Linked DNA regions of Mus musculus: region 2 is linked to region 1. The links are chromatin contacts, called in public promoter capture Hi-C maps. All regions are on one chromosome and are shown on one strand. Each heading gives the region's core, a stretch centred on a gene start, on an enhancer-like site or on the middle of the called end of the contact. The rest is flanking DNA. Distances are from core to core; before and after follow the strand shown.

The links. Promoter capture Hi-C pulls out the DNA fragments that hold promoters and counts their contacts.
Region 2: a contact with region 1 is called in a promoter capture Hi-C map of liver, with 2.6 times the contacts expected there. The contact joins the promoter of Klf8 here to the promoter of Fgd1 in region 1.

What each region holds. Positions count from the first base shown.
Region 1 is chrX:151,045,146-151,051,108 of GRCm38.p6, reverse strand. It overlaps Fgd1 (FYVE, RhoGEF and PH domain containing 1), which reads right to left and starts at 3,939. Exons shown (of 18, transcript NM_008001.4): 1 at 3,128-3,939. The coding sequence starts at 3,434. Gm46690 (a long non-coding RNA gene) reads left to right here and starts at 5,017. Exons shown (of 2, transcript XR_001782846.2): 1 at 5,017-5,963.
Region 2 is chrX:153,355,576-153,361,447 of GRCm38.p6, reverse strand. It overlaps Klf8 (Kruppel-like factor 8), which reads right to left and starts at 1,835. Exons shown (of 8, transcript NM_001357183.1): 1 at 1,739-1,835; 2 at 1,484-1,606; 3 at 965-1,152.

The DNA of each region.
Region 1 (5,963 bases), core at 2,690-5,189:
TTCTAGGCCTCAGTCTTGAGGACTACAGTAGGATTCTCCCAAAACCCTACCCATAAACCTACACTTGGAAGCCCTCTGCTAACCCTGTCCAAGTGTTAGGGACAGGAGTATCTCACCGGGTTATCCCAGTGGTCCAAGGAAGCCTTGGTTGGCCTTTATCAGCCTAGAAGACGAACATAACACTCTCCACCAGGTACTAGACAGAATAACAAAAAGAAAGGGCCAGGGGAGGTAATTCAGAGCTCTTCACATGGATAAGATATAATTATTATTTTCACACCACCACCCCCTGCTGCTCTGGGATGCACCACTGGGACGTAAGGCTGGTGATTCAATAAAAGTCTGAAGGAGAAAGTCAGCAGACACACGAATATCTTAGCAGGTGGACTAAAATGTTTCTAACCCTTTAACTGAAGCTCGACTTTCTGTCTGTCTCTCCCTCTTTCTTGCTCTCCCTCCATCCACCACCTCTGCCCATTCTGAGCCAATTATAGGCAAGTCCTATGGAGAGAAGCAAGTTGCTTGTGCCTACCTCTGAGCTGGCTGTGCAGAGGGGGAGGCGGGCCTCTCACAGCCCATGCTACTGTGAATCACATGGCCCAGTGCCCGCCTTGTCAGGACTTGAGAAATTCCTCCGCCTCTTCTTCAGAAGGGTTTTCTCGAAGGGTTTTCTCTCCTCGTATTTTATTTTTTAAGTCCCTGATTGCTGAAAGCATTGCAAAAAAGAATCTGATGGATTCCTAGATATCACTCTCTAGACGAGGGGAACTGAGGCACAGAGAACTGAAGTCATTCATCCAGGGACACACAGTAAGTGAGAAATGGCCAGACGGGAGACCAAGTCTTTCCCTTTCTACCCCCAATCTTTACTTTTGATTAAAAGACTCTAGCTGGAGCAGTGGTGGAGCACGCCTTTAATTCCAGCACTCGGGAGGAAGAGGCAGGTGGATTTCTGAGTTACAGAACCACCAAGGCTACACAAAGAAACCCTATTTTGAAAAACAAAAGGGGGGAGGGGTGTAAACTAAAAGATACCACTCAAGCCATTACAGAGGCAAGGACTTAGCTGGGGGCAGGGGTGGGGGGGGGGGAGACAGGATCCTGAAAACAACACTATTGGTTGAGGAGAAGAGGGGGATGGTCTGGGAAGGGAACTCTGCTTTGGAATTTGGAAGAACTGGTGGAGTAGAAAAGCTTGCTCATTATCAACCCTATGTTGACTAGAGAGGGCAGAGACCAAGGGTCAAGACCTTCCTAGCTTTGTCTCCCAGACCAAGAGTATTTGCTGGGTGGGAGCTCGGAGTCCTCTTAGGCAATAGTTACAGAGGGCCTACTATGCGTTCCCTTACCATCCATCGAGACACTGAGTACCTGCCACGTGTTAGGCACTACATCAGTCCCTTAGGTATACAAGGTAAAACAAAACAGACTCAGCCCCCTCGCCCTCGAGGAGCTCACTTTCTGGTGGCAAATGAGCCGCAATAAACAAGTAGACACATACAAGAGGGCACTTTCAGACTGTATTAAATGTAAGGATAGACACACACTGGCAGCTGTGATGGAGATTCACAAGAGGCCCTACTTAAAGTGGTCAGGGAAGGTCTCTCAGAGGGGACATTTGAGCTGAGACCAGAAAGATGAGGAGCAAGCCAGGTGGAGGGCTGAGGGAAGAGCTAACAGGCAGAAGGCAAAGCAAATGCAGACTGCAGTGGGAGAGCTCTGGCTGTTTAGGGATTTGAAGGGAGGAGCTAAGATCAAGTATGTATGTATGTATGTATGTATGTATGTATGTATGAGTAGCATGTGTCCAGGGGAGTTTGGGAAGCCAGCAGAAGCAACAAGCAGGGCAGAGCATTAAAGAGTGTCAGCTGCCTATCTCCAGTTCACAAGGGGGTGAGGGGGGGCAGCGCCTGAAATCTCCCAGAGGTTCCATAACTATCCAAAGAAGAGACAGCAGAGAGAGGCGTATTCTGCCCATGTTTTATGCTTCACCAACTGTTCCTACTACCTGGTCCTGAGCCACAGTCCTAGTGATCTGTGGAAGGTGAGCTATGAGCCCTGGAAGCTGCTAAAAGCTCACCACCTCCTTCAGTCCCAGTGAAGATAGGGCAGATCCATACACTGTTCTTCCTTCAAGGCTCCCAGACTCAGGCCCACGTGAGAATATCCTAGAGGCTCTGCTAGGCTGCTCAGATACTCAGGACTATGAAAAGGCCCATCGGGGTCTGTGGCCCCAGCCTGACCTAGAGTTGTTCCACCACACTGCAAACCCAAGCAACCATCCTGATGATTTTTCCAAACAATCTCCTGGCCCAGCAGCTCTCCCTTCTGACCTCTCTGTCCTATTCCTTCGTACCAGCAGCGCCTTCAGCCCCTTCCTCCAGGCTCAGCTCCACCTTTCTCTCTCATCAATACCCCCTACCTCTTCCTCCCCTTGTCCTGTGGCCACACACACCTAGCAGAAGCACAATCTAGGATCAGTCCACCATCTCCCTCTCTCTTTTGCTCATACTTTCGGGCTACTGAGTCGTATAAGGGGAAATCACATAAGGAGAAAGCTTGCATTACTCTCCAGCTTCAGTTTGGGGAAGCGGGAAGACCACAGATTTTGGACTCTGATCTGTTTTTAAATCCAGGCACCATAATGACAGTGTGACCTTGGACAAGTTACTTCTCAAAGCCTCAGTCTGCACCCCTAAAAATGTAATTGATGATATCCACTTCACAGATGGCTCCTGAAGCTGAAACAAAAACCCTTGTAAAAGTACCCAGTTCAGTGCCATGCACAAATGTAGTCACTTAGCTAATGGGAGACTTCTTTTCTCCTATTCCAACCACATCCCCATTGCTGCCCTGAAATCCTGCCCCCTTTTCTTGGAGTGCTTCCTCTCCTGTTAGCCTCAACAGTTAGAAGAGAAAGGAGTCTTAAGGCTTGAGGGCGCAAGGGACAGATAAGAGCAAGGGGCAAAGGCTGAAAGGACTGGACCGAATACTGCAGGAGGTGGGGGTAGGGGTTGAGGGGACCCAAGGGGCTAGGGTGAGCATGTCGGCTCCAAGTCCTAGAACAAGAACCCGTTCCCGGTACCAGGCCCGTGGCCCAGGTTCCCATGCTGTCTGGATCACTCACCAGGCCGAGGCTGCGAGCCCTCCAGGTGGTAGGAGAAGCGCAGGGCCCGGTGGTGCTGAGGACTAGGGCCGCAGGGTAAGACCCGGGAGCTTGGAGGCGCTCCCAGGCTGGCATCCGAGGGTCCAACAAACTGAGGATCCAAAGGGCCTCCAAGAGCCGTGCCTGAGCCCCTGCTCACCGGCAGCCCGGGTTCCAAGGCTCCAGGGTCCGAGTCGGCACAGGCCAGCGGAGCGGCACCGGGGGTATTTGCCGCTGAGCGTTCGGGATCCGAAGGCCCAGGGCCCCCCGGGACTCGGTGGCCATGCATGGTCCGGGCCTGGGCGCGGGGCCCGGGCTCCCCGCTTGGCTCCAGTTCCTGGGGCGGAGGCGCGGGCGGAGAAGGCCCGGCGCCCGGCGGAGCAGCGGCCTCAGGCTCGGGGGGCGGGGCTGCGGGCTCAGCCCCACTGCGGAGACTCGAGCCCCCGACCCGGGCTCCGGCCAGCAGCCGTGGCGGCAGCAGCAGCAGCAGCCGCGGCCACCGCCGTTGCCGCGCCAGGCATCGCCAGCCCTGGCCCCAAGCGGGGAGTGGGCTCGGCGGGGCCGGGGGCCCGCTGGGGAGCGCTGTCTATGCGGCTGCGGCTAGGCGAGGGTCGGGGGCTGCGCTAGGCACGAGCTCTCCTAATAGATGACCAGTCACTTCCGTAGCCGGGGGCGAGCGGCCAGCCGGATCCCACCGAGGGGGGTCTCTTTCTCCCGGAATGAGAATCGACCTGGGTTCTCTGGGCTAGTCGGGAAGGGTTCTTCCTCCCGCCGCAGCGGAGGCTGGGGGCGGAGGAGAGGGGAGGGGGAGAGGAGAGGAAGGAGGGAAGAGAGGACGGCCGCGGCCGGGAGGCGCGCGTGTGCGCCGCGCTCTCCGGCTGCGAGGCTTGCCTTCGGGCAGTCCTCCGGAACGATGCTCCAGCCGTGCGGGCGGAGGACCGGGCTGGACCGGGCTTCTCCGCCTTCGTCCTGGGTCTGCACCGCGGCAGGCGGGAAGAGCCCTGGGAACTGGGGGATGGGGAGGCGCGAGCCGTTGCTGAGACAGCCGCAGCCACCGCGGCGCTGAGACCCAGTTATTGGAGCCCCGCCCCCTCGTCGGGATTTGAGCTTGGCCACGCCCCCTCGCTAGGGCCAGTTTCACCTCTAACTGCTAGGAGCTTAAGGCCCTCCTTCTGCTGGCCCTTCAGCTTTCCTTCCCATCCTTCCTTGGTCCCACAGAGGCGAGTCTCTGGGCCCAATTTCCGAAATCGACCCTTCCGTCGCATCTCATGCCTTCTTCCGCTCTCCCATCACACTCTTTCCCAGAAGCCTTTCCACATGTCCCAGAGTTAAGCTAGGCTTGGCACGTAGCGATCCTTTAGTACTTATTTTCTCAGACCAGATCTCATGGCCCTTTACTTTTCCACTCTTTTTGTCGCGGTCCCTTGTTTTGTCCGTTACCCGGCTGGCAGCAACCCAAAACTGAACCAGTCCAACTGTTTGCCTTTTTTTCCATGCTTGTGCCCAGGCAGCTGAACACTACTGGGTAACACTACAATTTTCCACATTTGTGTCATGATAAACCCTCATTTCCCAGCTTCTACAAGTCCCTCAGAACTGACCCGACACCCTACTAGTAGTCAACTTTCTTTTCTGTTTCACCCCCATTGCCTAGATAACTCTCATCCATGGTGGCCATATCAAATCTAGTCTCCCCAAGATCTTGATTTGTGCCCCCAACTCCGTCCCACGGTACTTAGCTGATAAGCCCATGTCCTACTTACATGGAGTGAACAGAAGACGCCAGAAGAAAGGTCTGGAATTCTTAGCAACAGACCTCTGAGTTCGTTCCGAGTCCCTTCGCTCTGGGCTTTAAACAGTCAGGTATCTTCTCCCATCTAAAAAAACAAGCACCAAAAGTTATCTCTCTTCTCTTTTTACAGATGACTCAAGACTTGCTCATAGTCAAGTGTCCCATTTCCTACCTCCCACTTATCTTTAACCCTGCTACAACTCACCTCTACTACTTCTTCCAAGCTATTTTTCTTATCAAGGTCTTCCATAGCTTACGTTACTAAACCGAAAAGAATCTCTTTAGAGGTCATCCTACTTGGACTTGCTAGCATTCAGGTAGCACCAGTGACCTCTCCCTTCTCCTGAAATTGCTTCCCTATGACATATCATGCTTATTTTTCTCCTTTTTCCTTTTCAGTTTCCTCCTCGTCTTAGTAGTGTTCTTGGGAGCTTTGGCCTGAGCTCTGTCTTCCCACGCACTCTCTCTGGTCTTTCCCTCAATATCTCATTTGCTTCTATGGCTTCAATTATTACTTCTTTGATAGTTACTCTAAAATACTTCAAATCAAAACATTTTTCCTGGCCCAGACATTCAGCTGGTTAGAAAACAACATTGTTTGAAAATCCTAGAGAAACCTAGAATCTCTGTTCTTTCCCAACTCAAGAAATCCTCTCTCAATGAGCTGTACCTTACCTAAGTGAAGGATCTTGGTCAAAGTAGAGATCTAAGCTATACCCTGGCTCTTTTCTCTCTCTCTCTCTTCTACACCTCCCCCCCCCATGCAATTGCCAAGTCTTCCTATCATCTACAGGACCATCTCCATCATCTACTTATACAGTCTCATTTCCATTGCCACTCGCTGGTGTAGGCTAGTACAGCTTCTAATCTGCAATACCTTCACAGCTCTCCTGTTTCAGTCTTGTTCTCTGGAATCTATTCTTAACTATTTTTCATTATCATGTATCAAACCCAAAGCCTCAGGCAAGACAGGCAAGTGTTCACTGAGTCCTGGAATCTATTCTCTATATTGTAGGCAGTCTGTAT
Region 2 (5,872 bases), core at 586-3,085, 2.3 Mb before region 1:
GCTGGTAGAAGGGTTTCAAAGTAGATCTTTTTATTATCACAAACCATCTTCAGGTTAAATCCAAGTCTAGAGATGAGTCTCTTTTTCTCTTTTCTCCATCACTATTATGCTAAATGACATACAAGTACTTTATAAATTTTTCCCGCAATTACAATATAGAGAAAATAAGGTACTGTTCCCCTGGCCACCTGTTACGACATGGTTTAGTTTCTACAAAATTCTTAGGGTCAAAAAAAGTACAAAAAGCTTCACTTTGTGGCTAAGCAAGTCCCTTTGCTCCAGTAGTCACAGCAATTCTGGCTGATCTTCCACCTACAGGAGCTAACCCCTTGGCCACATCCTTAAGAGCCTAGACAGGGCTATGCTTTGGCTTCCTCCCCCAACCAAGGGGACGACCCCCCCCCTTAAAGAGGGGCATGTCCTAAGCAGCTCCTCCACAGAAGGGATCTGCTATCAGTACCTAGAGGGCAGGCTCCCAACTTAACTCTTCCCTTCCCCTCCTCCCTCGTTTTAGAAGCATCTCTAGGTACCTGCTACTGCTTGGGGGAAGGGAGGGGGTGACGTAAGTGGGTTCAGTGCTCCTCCAAATCCTCTTCTCTCGCACAGAGACTTTGCATGTACAGGGTTAAAACAAACCGTACCACTTAAGGAGGGTTGAGAGCACCTAGACAGGACAGACTGAACTAGACATACCTATCCATTCGTGTCCCTTTTCAATTCTTCCACAAGCCCCCCCTGAAGTACCCTTCCTCTTAGTCTCCGCGATCCTTAAGGGAAGTCTTTTTCCATTGAGTTGAATTTGATTCCACATAATGTTCTTACCCCCTTCCGCTTACTCGTCTCCCCCATCCCACTTCACTGCTAAAACCCAAAGCCAAGTGGGTGTGTGCGGTTGGCACGCGGGGTGCGGGGATTAGAACCCTGACTGAAGACTGAAAGAGTGGTCCTTTCCCAAGTCACTTACCGCCTATGCCTCCAGCCGCTGCCGACTCCTGAAGTGTCCGGAGCTCACGCAGTCCTCTCAGAGACTCATACTCCAGAGCTGATCTCAAGGCAGCTGTTCCCCTTGCACCCGCCCATGTCTGACAGCGCGCCTGGTAACACGCTTTAGCCTTCTCTTCCTTGGTCCCCCACCTCCCTGTTTTCTCCAGGCTGGAAAAGGATAGGGAAAACGAAAAAGGGAGGGAGTCGATTTAGACCCAGCTGGGCCACCCTCAGAACAAGGGAAACAAAGCTTTCAAGCATCCAAGCCCCGAATCGGGGCGGTGGAGCCGACTTCCTAAAAAGAATCCTCCCACTGCAGCCTTCCCTGTGCTAAAAATACAGCGGCTTCTCCGGGGCGAAGTGGCCAGCGCTGAAGCTCCTGCGTTCCCCTTTTACCTCAACCGATTCAGTTCCGGCCAAGCCCATTCTCCACCCACCTCAGAACTCCTCAAACCCTCGCCTAGAGAGCACGGGCGGGGTCCCAGCAAAGCACCCAAACCTTAGATCACGACTTGAACGCAAAGTTGAGAGAGAGAGAGGGGGAGTCAGTGAAGACCCACAAGGAGACAGCGCCAGAGGATCCCCTCCTCGCAGCGGTTAGTGCTGCACACCCGGCGCCTTCCTAAAAAGAAAGGAGGAAAAGACGCCAACGATTGGTCGAAACATATAGGAAAACACCGGCCCAGGGCAGGGACTCCAACGCGAGTGGGAGGCACTCCCGCAGGACCGCGCCTGAGAGACTTCTCGGTGGTACCTGGCCGCCCCACTGGTATACCGCACCCGCGGGTCAAAGCCTGGTGCTCTCCCCAGGCAATCTGAGCAGATGGAGTACATAGCTCTTTCTGTGTCAGACTAGGCCCAGAAGAGAGGTGCGACTATGAGGACTCCACCTAGGGTGGAGTTCCTTAAAAGGGACAAGTGGCCGCTAGAGGGGAGTGGAGTAGGAGGGGGTAGAGATGGGTGGGGCAGAAGAGGCGGAGGGACAGAGGAGGGGGTGGGGCGGGCCCTAGGAGCCAGGAGCCAGTCTCGCCCCTGGCGGCCGTCTCAGTTGGCCTCCTGCAGCTGCAGGTATGACTGAAAGCCTTTTCGGTGCATCCTTAGTCCCCAGCAGGGGTTTTCAGGCACACTACTTGGTCAACTATCCACCCAGACTTAAGCACTCCAAGGGAGGTTGGGAAGGGTGTGGTGATTGGGAGTAAGAGATTTCTAGGGAGAAAGGGAAGCAGAATGGGGAGTGCCAGTAAGATGGTAACAGTAAATGGATTTTTTTAACCCTCCCAGTTCTCCATGGCAACATGTGACACTAGCAAAGACAGAGGGGTCACAGTGTCTTTTTAGGGATGAAGCTTAAGAGGAAAGAAGAGCTGGGTGAATTTTCTAGCAATAGGAGGTGAGAGGAAACTAGGTAAAGATGAAATGATCACGGATTGGCAACAGGAAGGCTTTCTGAGTCTCCCAGCTCTCTAAGAATAGAGTTCTCAACCCCCTGAGACCGCCTCTCAGCTAAGCATTGGCTAACATCCCCGAAGAACTGGGTCCGTAGAATAGAAGCCACCATCTTTCCAGCATTTCCTTGTCCTTGCCTTAAAGTCTGTCTCTAGTTCATTTTAATGGAAACCCAGGAAGTCACAGACAACCACAGCCTCCTTCCAGTGCCTCTTCCCTACCACAATTCTGAGAGAGAGAGAGAGAGAGAGAGAGAGAGAGAGGAGAAACAAAGCGGAGGAACAGAAGGAGCAGCCAAGCAAAAGAAATAATAGGTTCCATGTCTTCAGCACCTCATATGGGCAGTTCACTAGGCCAGGTACCATTATAGTCCTCAATTTTCCTTTATTCCTCATAACAACCCTAGACAGCAGGTAGCACTATATTTTTATGTCCCATCAGGGAGTAATGTAGATTGAATTCGGGGCCTAGTGTATTCTAAGCAAGCATTCTATCACTCAGTTGGATCCCCAGCTTATGTTTCTTCTTGTTGTTTTTTTGTTTGTTTGAAATAGGAGGTAATCTTATGATAGAGCTCAGGCTAATGCAGCTTAGACTGTCCTCAAACTCACCACTCACCTGCCTCAGCCTCCTTGGTTCTGAGTTTACAGGAATGCAATGTCACACCCAGCCTCAAAAGAAAAAGAGTAAAAAAAAAAAAACCAAACAACAAACCTGAGGGTCACAGCTCAGTATGTGCCCAGCATGTTTGTCCATTTGCTTAATTGCTATTTCTGCTCAGATATGTTTTAAAAATCTCCTTTTCCTTCCCTCCCCAGTCAGTTCTCTACTAGTAGTTCACCAACTATGCAAATGTTCAAGTCCTTTAACCTGTTGTGATGATCTGGACCCTACCTTTATCTCAAGCAGCAGGGGTTTTGCTGCTCTACTGGACTCCAAATTTCTGATAAGACCAGGATTTTCTCAATTAATCTCTAGGCCACGAGACACCTTACCTTTTTTGTTGACGTGGCCTAAACTCTGTTCACCTTTTTAAAAGGACCAAGTAAAGGTCACCCCCTCTCCTAATTTCATTACGTTTGGAAGAACTGACCATTTGCTTCAGCACCTCCAGGTACCTATGTGTTGTTATAACTGCTTCTCATTATTAAACTATAAAGTCCTGGTTAGGTATCAGGTGTCAGTAGGTCTGCAATGTAGATGCTGAGTATTATTATCATTCATCGTTACAGAGCAGTAACTAAGTGCTGAACTCTGTTCTGAGCCTCACTGAATCGTTCTGACAGTGGTATAGGTAGGTACCAGCGCTATCGTTTTCATACATAGAAATCAAGGGACAAAGATTAAACAGCAGATATGTATACTTGCTACGTAAAAGAATGCCCCTGTTATAGGGGTTTTTACAAATGCCTCACTATCTCTCTATACCATATTTCTACCACTGCGTACACACCTGCTGCAATTACAAGGTAAGACTTATTAAGAGGGAGCCACATAATGTACAACTCTATATATTCGTTTTTAAAAAGGGTCACATTATACCTTGTATCCTTATGTTCTTAATATATAAAATCTAATAAATATTGCTTTTAAGAAAAGGATATTTCACTAGCCCAAGGCTATCTTCAGTAATGACAGAAAGTTTTAGATTCAAGGATGTAAAACTGTTTATGTTCAAGACAAATACACTTTTGTGATGTGAAAAACAAAGATGGGTAGACTTCTGTAATACTGCCATTAATAGCCACTAGAACTCTTTATCTAAGCTGGGCGTACCCTTTTGTCATGGTAAATTCTTTGTTTAATCTATGCAGGTTCAAGAAGATGTGTCAATCCACCTGAAGATAGCCAAACAATTTATACTCTCGCTAAAAGTTTTTCTGGAGACCTAATTTATTTTACATCCCAGATTTTGTCTGCCTCAACTGCATTTGTATAGAAAACTGTACTGGATGGGCAAATTCTGATTTTGGGAAAAAACAAAGTAAATTATTAAACCTTGGATACATACACTCAAGTATCTTTCCTGTCCCTTTTTCCATCCATTTAGTCGATGAAACACACTGAGCAACAATACACTTTTATCTAGGCTAGGTGTACCCTTTGTGTCAGATGGAATGTTGTGAGAGAGCAAACATCAAGAATTAACTAGGGTTCTTCGTTTTAGGAAGCACCACGGGCTCCCCTTCTCTTAAGGGGCTTAAGAAATAAATCAAATAGCAACCCGCAGTATCTTCAACTTCTCCCTTTTCACCTGAAGCAAAAGGGGAACTGGGCATCTTGAGCTCTCCTGTACATGTATAAGGAAGAGGGTTAAATTACATACTGGACTTAAGGACTATAGCCAAGAAGCCTGCAGACACCTGGGTCTCACAAGATGTTGCTCTCTGTAGTGCCCTTCTTCCTTCTCATTCTCCTGCTTCCCTTCCTTCTTGAGAAGGCCAGCTAACAAACTATGGGGGTGGAGCCCAGAAGGAGGGCAAGGGGGAGAAGCAGAGGAAAAGCCTCAGGAAGAGGCCTTCATCACCACCACCCCTACTGCTCCCAGCAGAAAAAACAACAACAAATTTAAAATACTTTAAGACCTGTAGCTAAGGAGAAGGGGGAAAAGAGAGTGATGAGTGCCTGGTGGTGGTGCGGCAGCGCACGCCATTAATCCCAGCACTTGGGAGACAGAGTCAGGTGGATTTTTGAGTTCGAGGCCAGCCTGGTCTACAGAGTGAGTTCCAGGACGGCCAGGGCTACACAGAGAAACCCTGTCTCTCGGAAGAGAAGAGAAGAGAAGAGAAGAGAAGAGAAGAGAAGAGAAGAGAAGAGAAGAGAAGAGAAGAGAAGAGAAGAGAAGAGAAGAGAAGAGAAGAGAAGAGAAGAGAGATAAGGATGGGGACAGGACAGGGGAGGAAAAGGAGGGGGCCAAAAGGATAGAGCAGCCTGGGGCCAAGGAGGGAAATAAACAGAAAAATTTGCCTCCTCTAGTTATTATTGCTCCTGAGACAACAAGACTATCACCCAAAACAATACAAGAGTGTCTCCACTCCCTTCTTTTTGTTTTCCCTTTGTAGTTCCCCAGGGGGTACAGTCCCCTGCAAGCTCAGTTAAAGGGAGATCTTTTGCCTCTCTGCTAATGTTGAACCAGCCTTGAGTTCCTCCTGAGTATCAGAGAGTAACAACTAAGATTACTGGTGGCAAAGGACTTTGGAAGAGGGATATCTATTTAGCTAAGAAGAGAAGACCTGGAAAAAGAAGCTTGGTTTATAAGCTCCAAGACACTGAGCAAAAGCTCTCCACATCTCAAAGCACCAGTTTCCATATGGGTTTCTTTTACAGAGATTCTGTTAGTCCTTACTTCCCAGAACTGTCAGAAAAGATTAAATAACACACCGAGGAGGCTGTTGCCGTGACTATCGATGTTAAACTTCAGGGCTTCTTTCCCAGAATGGAC